Linked DNA regions of Mus musculus: regions 1 and 2 are each linked to region 3. Evidence: chromatin contacts called from public Hi-C data. All regions are on one chromosome and are shown on one strand. The core of a region is the stretch at or near the end of the contact, and the rest is flanking DNA. Distances in the headings are between cores, read along the strand shown.

The links. Hi-C and Micro-C count contacts between places; a contact is called where the count stands out from the background.
Region 1: a Hi-C map of adipose-derived mesenchymal stem cells shows a contact between it and region 3, with 1.8 times the contacts expected there. The contact joins two enhancer-like sites. A contact is called at or near these places in 1 of 484 Hi-C or Micro-C datasets (adipose-derived mesenchymal stem cells), 1 of 115 datasets of contacts at active chromatin or transcription factors (embryonic basal ganglia) and 1 of 9 other capture datasets (embryonic stem cells).
Region 2: a contact with region 3 is called in a Hi-C map of bone marrow-derived macrophages, with 7 read pairs. The contact joins two enhancer-like sites. A contact is called at or near these places in 4 of 484 Hi-C or Micro-C datasets (the HL-1 cell line, bone marrow-derived macrophages, cardiomyocytes and 1 more), 2 of 115 datasets of contacts at active chromatin or transcription factors (astrocytes and bone marrow-derived macrophages) and 3 of 9 other capture datasets (embryonic stem cells, embryonic tail and embryonic trunk).

Annotation. Positions count from the first base shown.
Region 1 is chr6:6,119,252-6,123,899 of GRCm38.p6, reverse strand. The region is part of intron 5 of Slc25a13 (solute carrier family 25 (mitochondrial carrier, adenine nucleotide translocator), member 13); the gene reads left to right. Among named protein-coding and RNA genes, the nearest start is that of Slc25a13, 96 kb to the left of the region's middle. Within about 2 kb of position 2,854, at least 8 of the 459 cell types and tissues checked have an H3K27ac peak or open chromatin away from gene starts, as enhancers often do. A contact at or near this core is called in adipose-derived mesenchymal stem cells, where this site is marked.
Region 2 is chr6:6,003,575-6,007,752 of GRCm38.p6, reverse strand. It overlaps Dync1i1 (dynein cytoplasmic 1 intermediate chain 1), which reads right to left. Exons shown (of 17, transcript NM_010063.4): 15 at 1,343-1,483. Among named protein-coding and RNA genes, the nearest start is that of 1700019G24Rik, 28 kb to the right of the region's middle. Within about 2 kb of position 1,907, at least 97 of the 459 cell types and tissues checked have an H3K27ac peak or open chromatin away from gene starts, as enhancers often do. A contact at or near this core is called in bone marrow-derived macrophages, where this site is marked.
Region 3 is chr6:6,690,044-6,694,718 of GRCm38.p6, reverse strand. No RefSeq gene overlaps it. Among named protein-coding and RNA genes, the nearest start is that of Gm20618, 9.8 kb to the right of the region's middle. Within about 2 kb of position 2,043, at least 17 of the 459 cell types and tissues checked have an H3K27ac peak or open chromatin away from gene starts, as enhancers often do. A contact at or near this core is called in adipose-derived mesenchymal stem cells and bone marrow-derived macrophages, where this site is marked.

The DNA of each region.
Region 1 (4,648 bases), core at 1,605-4,104, 570 kb after region 3:
CATTAGAGATGGCTGCAGATGGCCTGCCTGGAACCTTCTGGCCTTAGGTGACAGAGGTCCTGGTCTGTGTCGTGGGTCGTCTGGGTTCTGTCCCTCTGCTCCTGTCACAAACTGTCTGACATTAGCAAACATCCCTGGCCTGGCACAAGAGGAGTACTCCTCTCCCAGGCTGCCGTGCCTTCTCTCCCTGGCTTGCCACCTTCTCATATTGTTCAGTTTCTTTGATTCTTTGTTGTTTCCCCCTCCTCTAAGGCCTCTTGTTTCATTTTCTGTACTCAGTTTGATCTTTGTTGCCTCCTCTACCTGAGTATTGCGAGATAATCAACCTCTCTTTCTACAATTACAGTTTTTGCTTCTAGTTTTCTTTCTTTCTTTCTTTCTTTCTTTCTTTCTTTCTTTCTTTCTTTCTTTCTTCCTTCCTTCCTTCCTTCCTTCCTTCCTTCCTTCCTTTCTTTCTTTCTTTCTTTCTTTCTTTCTTTCTTTCTTTCTTTCTTTCATAGACATCCTTTCAAAACAAACAGCCAATTGCTTATCAAGACTGTGGCTCCCAGCCGGGCAGTGGTGGAGCACACCTTTAATCCCAGAGGCAGAGACAGGCGGATTTCTGAGTTCGAGGCCAGCCTGGTCTACAAAGTGAGTTCCAGGACAGCCAGGGCTACACAGAGAAACCCTGTCTCGAAAAAACCAAAAAAAGGGGGAAAAAAAAAAAAAAGAGTGTGGCTCCCAGTCAAGTGGTGTTAGCATACGTCTGACACCTTAGCACACAGGCAGAAACAGGAGGATTCTAAGTTTTAGAGTAGCTTGACACTACATAGCAAAAGACAGACAGACAGATAGACACGCGCTCATGCGCACACACACACGCACACATGCACACACACACACACACACACACACACACACACACACACACCAGACCCCAGGGCCTGACTTAGCGTCGAGCACTATACTTCGTGTTTCCATATGTAGAATGAAAGTCATGGCGTCTACAGTATCAGGTATTGAGAGTTTGAGAGGGCAAAGCCCTCAGCACAAGGTTTACCTTCTATTTCTCCTGACTTACAGCCCATATGACTTTCCCAGGGACTTTCGGTGTTCCTTTTATAGAGAGCTTAACTTTTGTTTTTAACATAAAGTGTCCACTCTGTTTCTCATTATGGCCACCCATTGCATCTCTCTCACAGATGAAAGTATTTTTAATCTGTGCTGGGGTCTTCTTTCTCCCTGTCATCCTAGGTGAGAATTCTCTAGAGATAGAGCCTGCTTCACTTTTTTAGCATCCGAATTATCATAATAGCGTCTCCCCATTTTGTGTGTGTGTGTGTGTGTGTGTGTGTGAGAGAGAGAGAGAGAGAGAGAGAGAGAGAGAGAGAGAGAGAGAGAATTTTGGGATGAGTAAAAATCACTTTTCCAACAGGGCTGTGTCAAAGCTCACTCAAAAGCTCACCTCAAGCTCTTCTGAAATTCTTTTTTCTAAGCTAACAAGGGTCCAAGTCAGCTTATGATCCCACTGTGATCCTCCCAGAGCAGAGTAGCCCAGCCATGAGGACTCGCAGTTTGGAGTCACACCGTCCTCAGTGTGCGTCTCAGCTCAGCTGCTGTGTGACTTTGAGTCAACTGCCCTCCCACCCCTGTGCTCCGCTTCATGTGTCTTTCTGTAAAATGAAGACGAGTTATTACAGGCTTCAATCAAACCCTACCTCAACCTTAGTCCAGCAGTAAATGGTTAGGGTTGAGCTGCTACTGTGATTCTCTGCCCTGTCCATGTGTCTCTATGTCCGTGTGTCCATCATCCTGTGCCTATGACTGGTTCTCATGACTCAGCAGTTCTGGATTAGAAAGGACTTTACAGGTGTTTTAGCCCTTCACCTGACAGAAATCAGAGCTACCACTTACCAAGTGTCTGAAAAAGCCTTGGGGCCTAAGACGCCAGCTAGCTCAGCTGAGCTCCGCCACATAGTGTCATGGTGCATTACAGTCTTCTGTCATTGGGGCTGCCACTCCCCTCCATCAACGGAAAGTGAAATGTGTGACAGGTGTCCCTTTGCCCAGAGTTAAAGTGTTACCAGTGACACTTGCTTGTGGGAGATGTTTCATCACTCAATAGTTTTATAAGTGAGAGAGCAGTGTATTATGCTGCAGCCTACCCCAGTATCTTCTTCCCATTGATTCTCTTTTTAAAAGAAATACAGAAAGGTGACTTAGCTCCTTCCCTGGCTCTTTAACCTGCCAGTCTGTTAAGCTGTAAATACTTTATTATAATGACAGTTCTCCCATTGTTCCCTTCCCTTAGGAAATGAGTGTTATCACCTGTGTTCTCCTTCGCACTTTTGTCCCTTGTGCCACACACATAGGAAGCACCAACCTCTTGGTGGCCCTTACAGATAGCTGTGTTCGATACTCTTTAGTAGCTATAGAGATAGTGTCGAGGGATTTAAGCCGCTGTATCGTGGGCACTAAGCCCAGTCTTCATTTCGAAGCTAGCACACCATTGATTTTAACATTTGCAGAGTTCTCTGTACATTTCGCTCTACGGCTTCCCCACCCTCGCCCACCTCCACACCGCCATCCCTGACTCCCACCTCCTACCCCGTTCAGGGCTCTTAGGGCTGAAAGGAGAACCTGAGGGAAGAATCACCTTGTGTTGACTGCACGCCCTGTGATGATCAGTGAGGAGATCCAAGAGTTCTGGACACATCGGTTTTTGCCTCAAAGGAAACTCAGGAATGTTATCATATTCTCTCACAAAACCAGGCACAGACAAAATCTAGAGCATGCAGAGTAATACAGAAGCCTGCCCGGGGATGCAGCTCACTTGGTAGAGGCTTAGCTAACAGGCACGAGGCCCTCGCCCAGTCAGCATGGTCATAAACTGGGTCTGATGACACATGCTCATAATCTCAGTACTCAGCAGGAGGAGGAACTGGAAAGGAAGGTTAAGGTCATTCTTGGCTATGCAGAGAGTTTGAGCCCAGCCCAGGCTTAAATAAATACATAGAGTAACATAAAATAAAATTCTTATAGTTTTTAGATGGCCAAGTATCAGGTGTAGTTTTGGTCAAGTTCCCTAATGTAGGTTTTCCAGGGCTTCCTGTGCACCATGGTCAGGTAGCAAGCAGGCACTTTGTGTGTGTGTGTGTGTGTGTGTGTGTGTGTGTGTGTGTGTGTGTGTGTGTGTAAGGAACACCCGGACTTGAGTTCCAGCTCTGCTGCCCCTGGCAGGGGGACCTCAGCTCCCTCCCTGGATGGCGTAAGGTTAATGCTTATGACCTGTGTGCTGCATCCGATGGCACTACCTAAGGGAAGACGATTCCGAGGAGTCAAGGCTGGTCAAGCCTAGGTTCCACGTCAGGACCTGCCCTCACGTGCTGGGGTGGGAGCAGGCCCTGATTTTAGTGATGTAGCTTACATAGAAGAACCAGCCAAAACCATCTTCACGGGTATAGCTTCAATTTCAAGCATGGAATTTTAATGTCTCCAGTTTTTAGGAGTTGTTAAAAAATGAGCTCTCAATTTTCTCATCATCAGGATTAAAGGAGCTGTTTTTGTTGTTTTGTTTATTTTTTGTTTTAATTTTTGTTTTGTTTTGTTGCCTGTTTGTAGGATCCCTACTGCCAACTCTCCTATTGAGACTATGCAGTCAGCAAAGGAAACAATATCCTCTTCACAGATATGTTCCCACCACAAACACACCACCTCTTTTTTGGTGTGGCCGTCATGGGCCTTCTACAACCTTTGGTATCTATTTTTCCCTTTGCCATTTCAGACAGTCTGGTCTTCATGTGCTGGGTTTCTGCTGTGTGAGGAGAAGGGTTGGCTGTGCCATATGAAGCTGCTTCTGGATCCTAAAGACTGAGTTCTAACTAGGAAAATAGAAAATACCCACAGAGCACCTCTGCTGTTGCTCAGGGCAACCTTGGCTTTCTACAGCACTGACAGTGTGTCTGAGAACGGTGCCCCTTCATCTCCGTTCAATTGAATACCTACTATGGTCTTTGCTTGCAATGGAATACCTACTGAGGTCATTTTATCACTATGTGTCTTGAGCAGTTAGTCTTTTTTCCTCTTGAATTGGAGGTTCTTGGATAGACAACTCCATTTTTGTTGAATAGGTCCTGATTTGTTCATTCAGTTGGCTTTCCGGACTGCCTGTCATTGATAATGTCTGTGGCACAGAGTGTCCGTTGTATGTCCTAGAATGATGACAGCACAGCTTGGGAAAGACATAGGCAGAATGTGTCACTTCATCCATGGCAGAGGCAGGAAAGCCAACAGTGTCACCTCTATTTCTGATGTAAGGGGGAATCTCCAAACATGCTCATCTCCGGAACCACATGACAGGGTGCTGATGTTTAGTGCAGAGGCCAAGATGAGTTTTCCAGTTGTATAAAGCGTCTGTATGGCAGAGATGTTGCCCTGAGTGCTTCCCCCAGGATCCTGAGCACCTTCCGTCGGAGATCAGTCTCGGTGATTCAGACCACTGCATCTGTCCACTGAGGAAAGAGGAGGCTGGATCTGGGACTTTGAAAGGTGGCAGGATGCATGCGAGGCGGACTGCTGTGGTCAGAGACTGACAGTGAGGACAATCAGAGAACCTAGGCCAGGTCTGAGGAAGCGCTGAACCCCTGCTGTCAGAGAAGGAAAGATG
Region 2 (4,178 bases), core at 658-3,157, 690 kb after region 3:
AGTGAGTTTCTTCTAGCAAATAGAAGCAATATGATTTTAATCAACAGTGATGAAAGACTTTGGGAAAGCATTACAAGGTAAGGTAATAGCATCTTACTCTTAAATGCAGTGATGCTATAAACATCTCAGTGATGGGCATCTCACTCGTGCCTTCTGATCATTTTCAAACATAGTTCATTACGTAACTTTCTTTTCCCATAGTTCTTGGAGGTAAAAGGAAAAATGGCCGCGATAGAAACACATTTGTCTGGTGATAGTCACAGGTAACTGTGCACTTATAGGTACCCAGACACAACACCACCCAAAGGAAATTCCCCTGTCCCCTCCCACAAAAAGTCCTAGCCTTCTGTGCTTCTCCTTCATGTCCTCCAGCCTTAGGATCCTTAATTACAAAGGCTGAATGGCTTCCTGCGCCAAGAACTTCAAAAGGCCTGCTTTACTTGACATATATATATACCTTGTCCCATGGAATCTTTACCTGGGTATTTGTACCGGAACCAAAAACCAAGAAATGATGCAGAGGCCATTTTAGGACATAAAATAGTCATGTAACACGGTCCCTGGCAACAACATCATTCCCAAGGCCCTGAGTTAGGCCCTCGATACTTTTGAGGGATTGAAAGAAGAGGAACAAAGCAGATGACATCCTCAAAAATATTCATTTTGTTATCAACTGTTTTTTTTTTAAATAGATGCCTATTTTATCTTGTGAATGACTTTAAATGTGACACGTTAAAATCCCATTTTAAAGACGAATTGAGTTTTGCATACATGTATAAACTTAGACACTATGGCCTTTGAGTTCAATATTGTAGACAAGGAATATTTCCATAGCAATAAATCAAATGGATGGTAGAACTAAACAGAAAGCAGTGTAGAGAACCATCTTCAATGGAGTCGAAACAGAAATTGTACAAATAGCCAGCGTTGACAGAGTAACCTCATTTCAATAATCCAGTCTAAAAACAGCACCCACAAAAGCTTACTTTTCCAAGTCTCTGCCAATAAAGTTATTTCAACACGATGTGTCCTTCCCCTTAGGGAAAAGTGTGAACACACTTTGTGCTGTTGGGGGAAAAGATGTGTGTGGGGCAGAGTCGTTAACTGTCTAAGATCTGGTACAGTTTAGGGATGAAGTGACATGGAGTTTTGGCCAATGCATCTGTTGGTTCCCTTCTGGGAAGTCAAGAATTGGGGGTTGAGAGTGGGGGCAATGGACTGTACCCAGAGGCAATTGTAGGGTCTGTCCACAAAAGGCTCCCCCCCCCCCCACGAAGGACCAGACTGCAGAGTGACCCGGGTCCCCCTTTCCCATCCCTGGGCCCGGGCGCCTGTCGCTCACCTCGGTGTCACTGTTGAGGTTCCAGAGGTCCAAGCGCCCCATCCCGTCCACGCAGGCAAAGAGCGCGGGATGCACGGGGGACCACATGACATCGTACACATAGTCTGCATTGTCTTCAAAGGAGTAGAGCGGCTTGTTGTGCTGTAAAGCAGAGAGACCGTGAAGACTTAGTGGCGCTGCCGCCGCCTCGGGCTGTCTAGAGAGCCTAATTAAAAACTTTGCACATTCACCAAGTGTCATAAAACTTCCCGAGATGAAAGTCCTCGAGAAGGTGAACCGGAGCTTTAATGTGACTACAACTGTCCAGTGGCATAAATAAATCCCCGGGGGTGGGGTGTACTTTGAATGGGCCGGGGCCGGGACCCGCGGAGCGAGGCGGTTTCAGACACAGTTGTAAGCGACATTCCAGACAGGTGGACGCGACTGCCATTAGCTCGGAATTCTTGCCAGGCCAAGCTGTGCATGCAGGTCGCGGGAGCCTGAACCCAGCAGTGGGCTGAGGGGCTTGGACCTGCTGGCATGCTCCGAAGCCCGGGCGGTCCCTGGCGACCCTGGCTCTGCACCGAAGGCAACGTCTGCCACCTCGTGGACCTCCCTTGTCGCTGCAGCAACGATGGCTTCTTCCAGTCCAACTGCAGGCCAAATTCATATTTTAACTCTTTTTGTGCGGCGAGGGAAGGAGACAAATACCTTTAAATGCGGGTTTGCGCTCTTACAGAAAAGTGGAAATCTCTCCACTCAAGACCTTAGCCTCCCTGTATGGGGTTAGTTCGCCAGAACCAAGTGGAGCAATGTGGCTCATTCTAGAACCTCTGAACTTACACAGAAAATATGACTTCCTTTCTAAATCACCAAGGATTTCCAAGACCCCTACAGTTGATGTTCTGAGGGGAAACACAGAGCATTTTTCCACTGCATACAAATGCCTCCACTCCAGAGGGATATAATAAATTAAAATGGCACACTTGATTTCCAGCGAATATTGTCACATCAAAATAGCACAGAAGTCAGAGGCAAGTTTGAAAGTACACCAGAAATAAAACGTAATTGGACTTTATGAATTATTCATTCCATCTGGCTTGTCTTATTCTAATTTCTGCATAATGGCTTTACTAATCCCTGATCAATTAATGTAAAATGAAATTTAAATGATAATGAAAGCCCTAGAGATAAAAGAAATTAACTATTCTTATATCCTCTGACAGAAATCTAAACAATGGGAATTTTTGTCTTCTTCCTCCAGTCAGCTGTCTGCACTCTCTTCTCAGGCTCTGTGGAATGTCTACACAGGCCAGGGCCTTAAGATCAAGAAAAGATAACATACAATGTAACAATCAAATCCTTTCTGCCTTGGATATTCAAAGAACTCATCTGTAGGGAATCCGCTCCAAGTTATCAGCGAGAACTGCCAATGTGTGCTGCTTGTGAATGCGAGATGCCCACAGTACATGGGCTGAGATTAGAGCGGCGAGAATCAGTGCAAACCCACAGTTCTTAAACTGAAACCGAATGCACCGACGTGTTAGGGGAGTGACTGTAACTTCCATTATTTGCATTTCCTTGACGCGTAAAAGTAACTGGTTTGATGCAAACAAAGTTTAGATAGATTAGGGCAGCACAGATTGTAGATAAACTAGTGTGTGTGTGTGTGTGTGTATTTGTGTTTGAGTGTGTGTGAGTTTGTGTGTGATGTTTTTTAAAGAGATAGATGCGTCATATTTTTAACTTCAAAAGTATTTCTGAGGAAATATAATTTGAAAAAAATACCCACCATTGAAACACCAAGAAGGAACAAACTAAACATTTGTTTTATAGTGATGTAATATTATTATTCTGTAATTTCTAGATAAACATGTTTTAAATCTCATTTCTGTCATATGACTAGAAACCAAAATTATTTGTTTATCAGCTACTGCTTATGCCTTCTTCTCATTGTTTATATTAGATAATTCATACTTTTTTAGACAATCCAAGTATCAAATTATTACCTGATAGCATGATTGTATCATTTTGCCTTATTTATCCAAAAGAAAGTACGAAATAGCTGGTGTTTCTCACTGACCATCGTGTATATTACAATCTGACTCTTTGTTTAAAAAAGAATGTCACCACAGACTCTTGATTTTATACCTAACTGGCCACTAATAGAGAATGCAACATATTTCTTTTAGTCATTAACAGCTAAAGACGTGTGATTTAAAGAGGTGATTCTTTGTATTCTTTCTCACTCAGTCAATAGTTCATCTAAGCGCACAGAGCTGAGGATATGGGCACACATGCAATCATACAACAAACACACAACACACATGCCATTATTGTTTTGATCAATTAAAACCCCATCCAGCTTCAAACAACCCTTCTCCAAGGAGCTGTCAACACAAGACATACTAATCCCTTTAAAAACTATCCTGCTCATTCTATGATAGTCTTCCTTTTTTTCCCTTTGAAATTTTCTTTACTGATAAATTCGGTAAAAATTATACTATATCCTGGAGACACCACTTTTGAAACATCTGGAAATAACTGCTCTTCTTCTCAGTTTTTTTCCTTTTCACCAGATTGATAGAAATGCTCTTTCTCGTTTGTCTTTCTGAAACCTCCTCATCAGCACCTCCCCACCCCCAAGGCTGAACCTTCTATCACAAAGGTCACCCTGAAAGCAACACTTGTCCATAGTAGGCGTGTGCTTGGGAACAGGGAGAGGTGTTACATTTCAAGGGCTCTGTTTAACCTTGATAAGTTGATAGGTTGGAAAACTTACAGAACTCATTACTGTATGCTCTGGGCTTCTATCTACAGACCGATAGATGCCATGTCCCATAGAGGCATAAAATAC
Region 3 (4,675 bases), core at 794-3,293:
TAGGTAATCCTGGACATAAGATGAGACGCTTTATAGATGAAGACTTCTATCCATACTAAATATTTTACTAGCAGAGAAAAGAAGAGGAGATGAGAGAGAAATGTAGGGGTGGAGAACAAGACATCGCCTTATCAGTCACACAGTACACACGGAGGTGGACAGTTATTGCATATTGCAATGGAGGCTGCTTGAAATGTAGTCAATTGACTCCAGATGTTAGTTTCTTGTGAGGATTTTGGGAGACCGGGGTGGGGTGGGGGGAAGAGAGAGAGAGAGAGAGAGAGAGAGAGAGAGAGAGAGAGAGAGAGAGAGAGAGAGAGAGAGAAGCCAAAACTTTATGGGAGCACAAACAATCATAAGCTAAAGGAATTACAAAGTATAAGCAACCGTCTATCTATCTATCTATCTATCTATCTATCTATCTATCTATCTATCTATCTATCTATTTTAGCTTAGGAGACTCCCTGCTTCTTTAAGCTTGGTGACTGAAATGACAAAGCAAAGTAGTCTATGATAACTTAGTTTAAGAACATTTACAGATGGCTGGCCCTTGTCTAAACAGAATATTCCATAAACAACCCTACCGAAAAGGTTCCTGATGTGGTTGGTGTCCAAACACACACTTGGAACCCAGCACCACTGGTAGTTTATGATGTTTTATTGAGAAGTAAACTCCAGGAAGAAATCCCTGAGACTCCATCCCAGGTACATGGGGGTGATGAATAGAGCTTATATAAAATACTAAGGTGTTTTAAGGAGATGTTGATGCCATAGGATATTTTTTTCATCTATTTTAGTAATTCACAGAAAGTTGAGAGCTGGGGGGAGTGGCTTAGTGGGTAAGCAGTTGGCCTGCTTGCATGGGGAGAGGAGTCGGGAGCCACAGCACCCAGGTGAATGTACTTCGAAGGCCCCAGAGTGAGACTTGATTTGCCTATAGGACAGAAAGCATGTAAGTTTGGAAAACGAAGAGAACAAATGGCATGAGACAAGACAAAAGAAATTAAGATATATCACAGGTAAGGAACTTTTAAAGTGCTGCCAATAATCTTTAATTTTTATATAAGCAAGTAATAGAATAAAATGTTCATTTTTTTTCCCTAGATTTATTTATTTTATGTGTGTGTGTTTTTCTCAGATGCATGTCTGGTGACCACAGATGTGAGAAGTGGGTGCTGGAGCCCCCTGGAACTAGAGTAATGAATGATTGTGAATCACCAGGTGGGTGTTAGGAACAGAACCTGGTACTCTGTCAGAGTAGCAAGCGTACTTAATAGCTGAGCTGTCTCTACAGCCCATGTTCATTGTTCTTTAAAGCTCCTGTTATCAAAAGAACAACAACAAAATAAGCCTGTTGCCCTGATCCCTGTCTCATTTTTGCCTCAACTGTAGGAAATATTCTTTCAGACTTTTTATAATCCACTTATGATTGCATATTCCTGTCTACAATGCTTAATTTTGATGACCTCAATTTAAATTATCTAAAAATAGTGCACATGCAGAGTGTGTTGTTTTGTAATTTGTTTTTTATTTATGTATTAGTGATTTTTCTATATCTGCCACACATGCTTCTCTTAACTTATTATAAAATATGTATGACTCAGAGTATACATTCCTTATTATTTTCGTTAACTATTACCTTACTGATTGACATTTAGGTTATTTTCCAGTCCTATTGATGGAACTTGGAGTCTAACACACAGACAAACATTGCACTGGGAGTGAAATACCCAGCCACACCCGTTCATGTTTCTTAATTTAAGCCCAGGTTGGCCCAAACTCATGATCCTTCTGCTTTCACTTCCAAACACTGGGGTTGCATGTCTATGACATCATAGTTGGCTTTCTAACTTTTAATGATAAAAATATTCCAAACGATTTTTCTGAGACAGGGGTTTTACTGTGTAGCCCTGACTGACCTGGAACTAGCTATGTAGACCACATTGCCCTTACGCTCTTAGCTAGTTCCACCACCCTATGTGGTGTACTTAAGCCACCACCCCTAACCAAAAAAAATTTTTTTGTATACACATATCTGTAGTATTTAGATTTCTATCACCATATGGCTTAGGCATATCGATGGCTTAGTTTTACTTCTGGATATCTTCAGGGGAATTTCAAGCTAAAATTGTCATTTGCAATCTGAATCATGCACGTGAAAACAGGCTCAGGGGACTTTTATTTATGATGCATGTAACAGGGCTGGGTGGGGTTTCCAACCTGCTTTGGCAGAACACAGTAAGGCCATGTAGCGAGTTGTGCCCACTATTAGAGTTTGCATTATTTTCATAAGTGGAAGTAAAATCCCTTGAGTTAAGCATGTAACATCTTTGTGGTTTGAGGAGGAGAGATAAAGAGCTGAGGGCTAGGGTCTGACTCAATACCAGCAGACATCTCTATTCCAGGAGACAGTACGAACTCGGAACAACCGAGAATCATCTCTGAAGGGGACATGTGATGCATCATCTTCTATTCTGAGGAAATGAAGTCATAGCCTGAGCAAGGCTAAATATTTCCTTCTTGTTTCTATGTGCAGATCAAGCTTTAGGCAAATGATGGCACTTCACTTATGGGACCAGCACAGCTACATATCTATGCTCCTGATAAATAAGTTGTACCATTAATTGCATTTAGCGTACTTATCCTACCTAATATATTGGCTTAGCAATGCAGTCTACTACAGAATGTTGGCTGTTTCCCCTCAGAATTGTCTAAGAGCTGTGAGAATTGTGGCTTGATGCCCCTGCACAGCATGAAGGAGGCTATTGTACCACCTCTGAGTAGCCTATGACACTGTACGAAATCCAGCCTCAAAGCATCCCTTCCATTGAACGTGATTCAGTATTGTAAAGCTGAAATATCAGAATTAAGTCAGGGGCCATTGATGGCTATTGCCATTTTGGGTGTTTGTTTGTTTGCTTGCTTTGTCTTGTTTTCTTAAAAACAAAACAAAACAAAACCAAAAACCAGTCGCTGAAGTGGTTTATCCCAGTAGCCGAATGAACAAAGAGAACTCCTTAAAGAATGCCAGAGAGGAGTTAAAGAGAAATCTCTTGCATGTCCAGCCTCCCTTCTCACCTCCACACAATAGGAATTCTCTATCCTTTCTGGGTGCCTGAAACCTTCCAGTTATGGTTCTCTTTGGCAGAGCTTCACGCCTCTCTGCTTCAGGCGGGCAATTTGTCAGGAAGGTTTGGCTTGCCTCACCTTTATTCTTCCTTCCCTTCATTCACTCCAGCTTCAAGAGCCTCTAATTAGCCGTGTGACTTAATTACTCCAGCTCGATCTTCTTCTGCTTGTGGTTCTCCCACTGCTTAGGACTCAACAGTGGCTGCACCTTCTCAAGAGGCAAGGTCTTTTTCTGGAAATCCATTCTCTCATCCACTCTGTCCTGTCACTTCCACAGAGGTGGCGTGGGGGTGGGAGCAGTAGTTTTGTATGTCTGATTCTGAGCCACATTTATTCTGCATTTGAGAGAATCAAATTCCTATGTAGCATGCAGCTGAACAAGGGACCTCGGTTAGGCTGGGGATTGGCTGACTAGATACTAAGCTGAGAACACCAGCACTAAGTGCTTAACTCATTTCTACTATCTGAGGGACATCAGATGATAGTGAACTAGAGCCCCTTTTCTTTAATTTTCAATTGTATTTATTTATTTTGTGTGCATGTGGAGGTTGGAGGATGACAACTTGCAGGAGTCGGTTCTATCCTTTCACCACGTGGGTGCTAAGGTTGGAACCCAGGCCTTCAGGCTAAGCAGGGCAAGCCCCTCACCCACTGAGCCACCTTGCCGGTTTTGGTGCCTTCTATTTTTACTAGACATCCTTGCTTGTCATGTTTCTTGGTTTGTTTGTTTTGTTTTTGTTTTTTGTTTGTTTGTTTTGTTTTGTTAGCAGATAAATCAAATGAAGACACCATAAAGACAGTGTGTAACAGTTGCGAACTGGTTTAGGTCACACCTATAAAGACTAGGTGGAGATTCCTGTAAGTGACCCAGAATAATTTGGTGTTTCTCTAGGCTATCCACAGAAACAAAACTCACTATCTTACAGAGATATTTTTGATGACTAGTGAATCAGATCTCTCAGCACTTTGGTAAGCAACATTTTTTGTACTTGATATTTTCCTTATGGAAATAATGTTGGCAAGTAAAATCATCTCTCATTTTAGCCATGAATAACTCTAAGCACTATGTTTGTTATGGGAGCAGTTATGTGAGATCTTAGATGGCCTTGTCACTCCTGCATTGGAATGTGATAGGAACAGATGCATCTGCCAAGAAACTTCTGAGTATTTAGATATTAAGTTTGAACTTGGAGTTGACTAGGTCCTGGGCTTTCTAGGTCCCTAAAGATGAAGTCTGAGATGTAGCAGCTGGAGCCCACACAGCATGAGCGAGCAACCCTGTTTGCTGCATTTAACACAGAAGGACCTCCTCCGTCCATCGTGAGGCTCCTTGACTGGGAGACCGTCAGCTGTCAGTCACACTCGAACCACAAAAAACCTCCTGTGGTCTTTTAAACATCATGATTTGTTTTACTTGGAAATTTTGCACCATTAAGTTCTTTTAAAATCCTCATATATTTTTAAATTTATTTAAAATTCAGATTCTCTATTTCTCATTTTATCACTGCTTTAATTAGGCATAACAGATTGAAATTAGGTATCATAG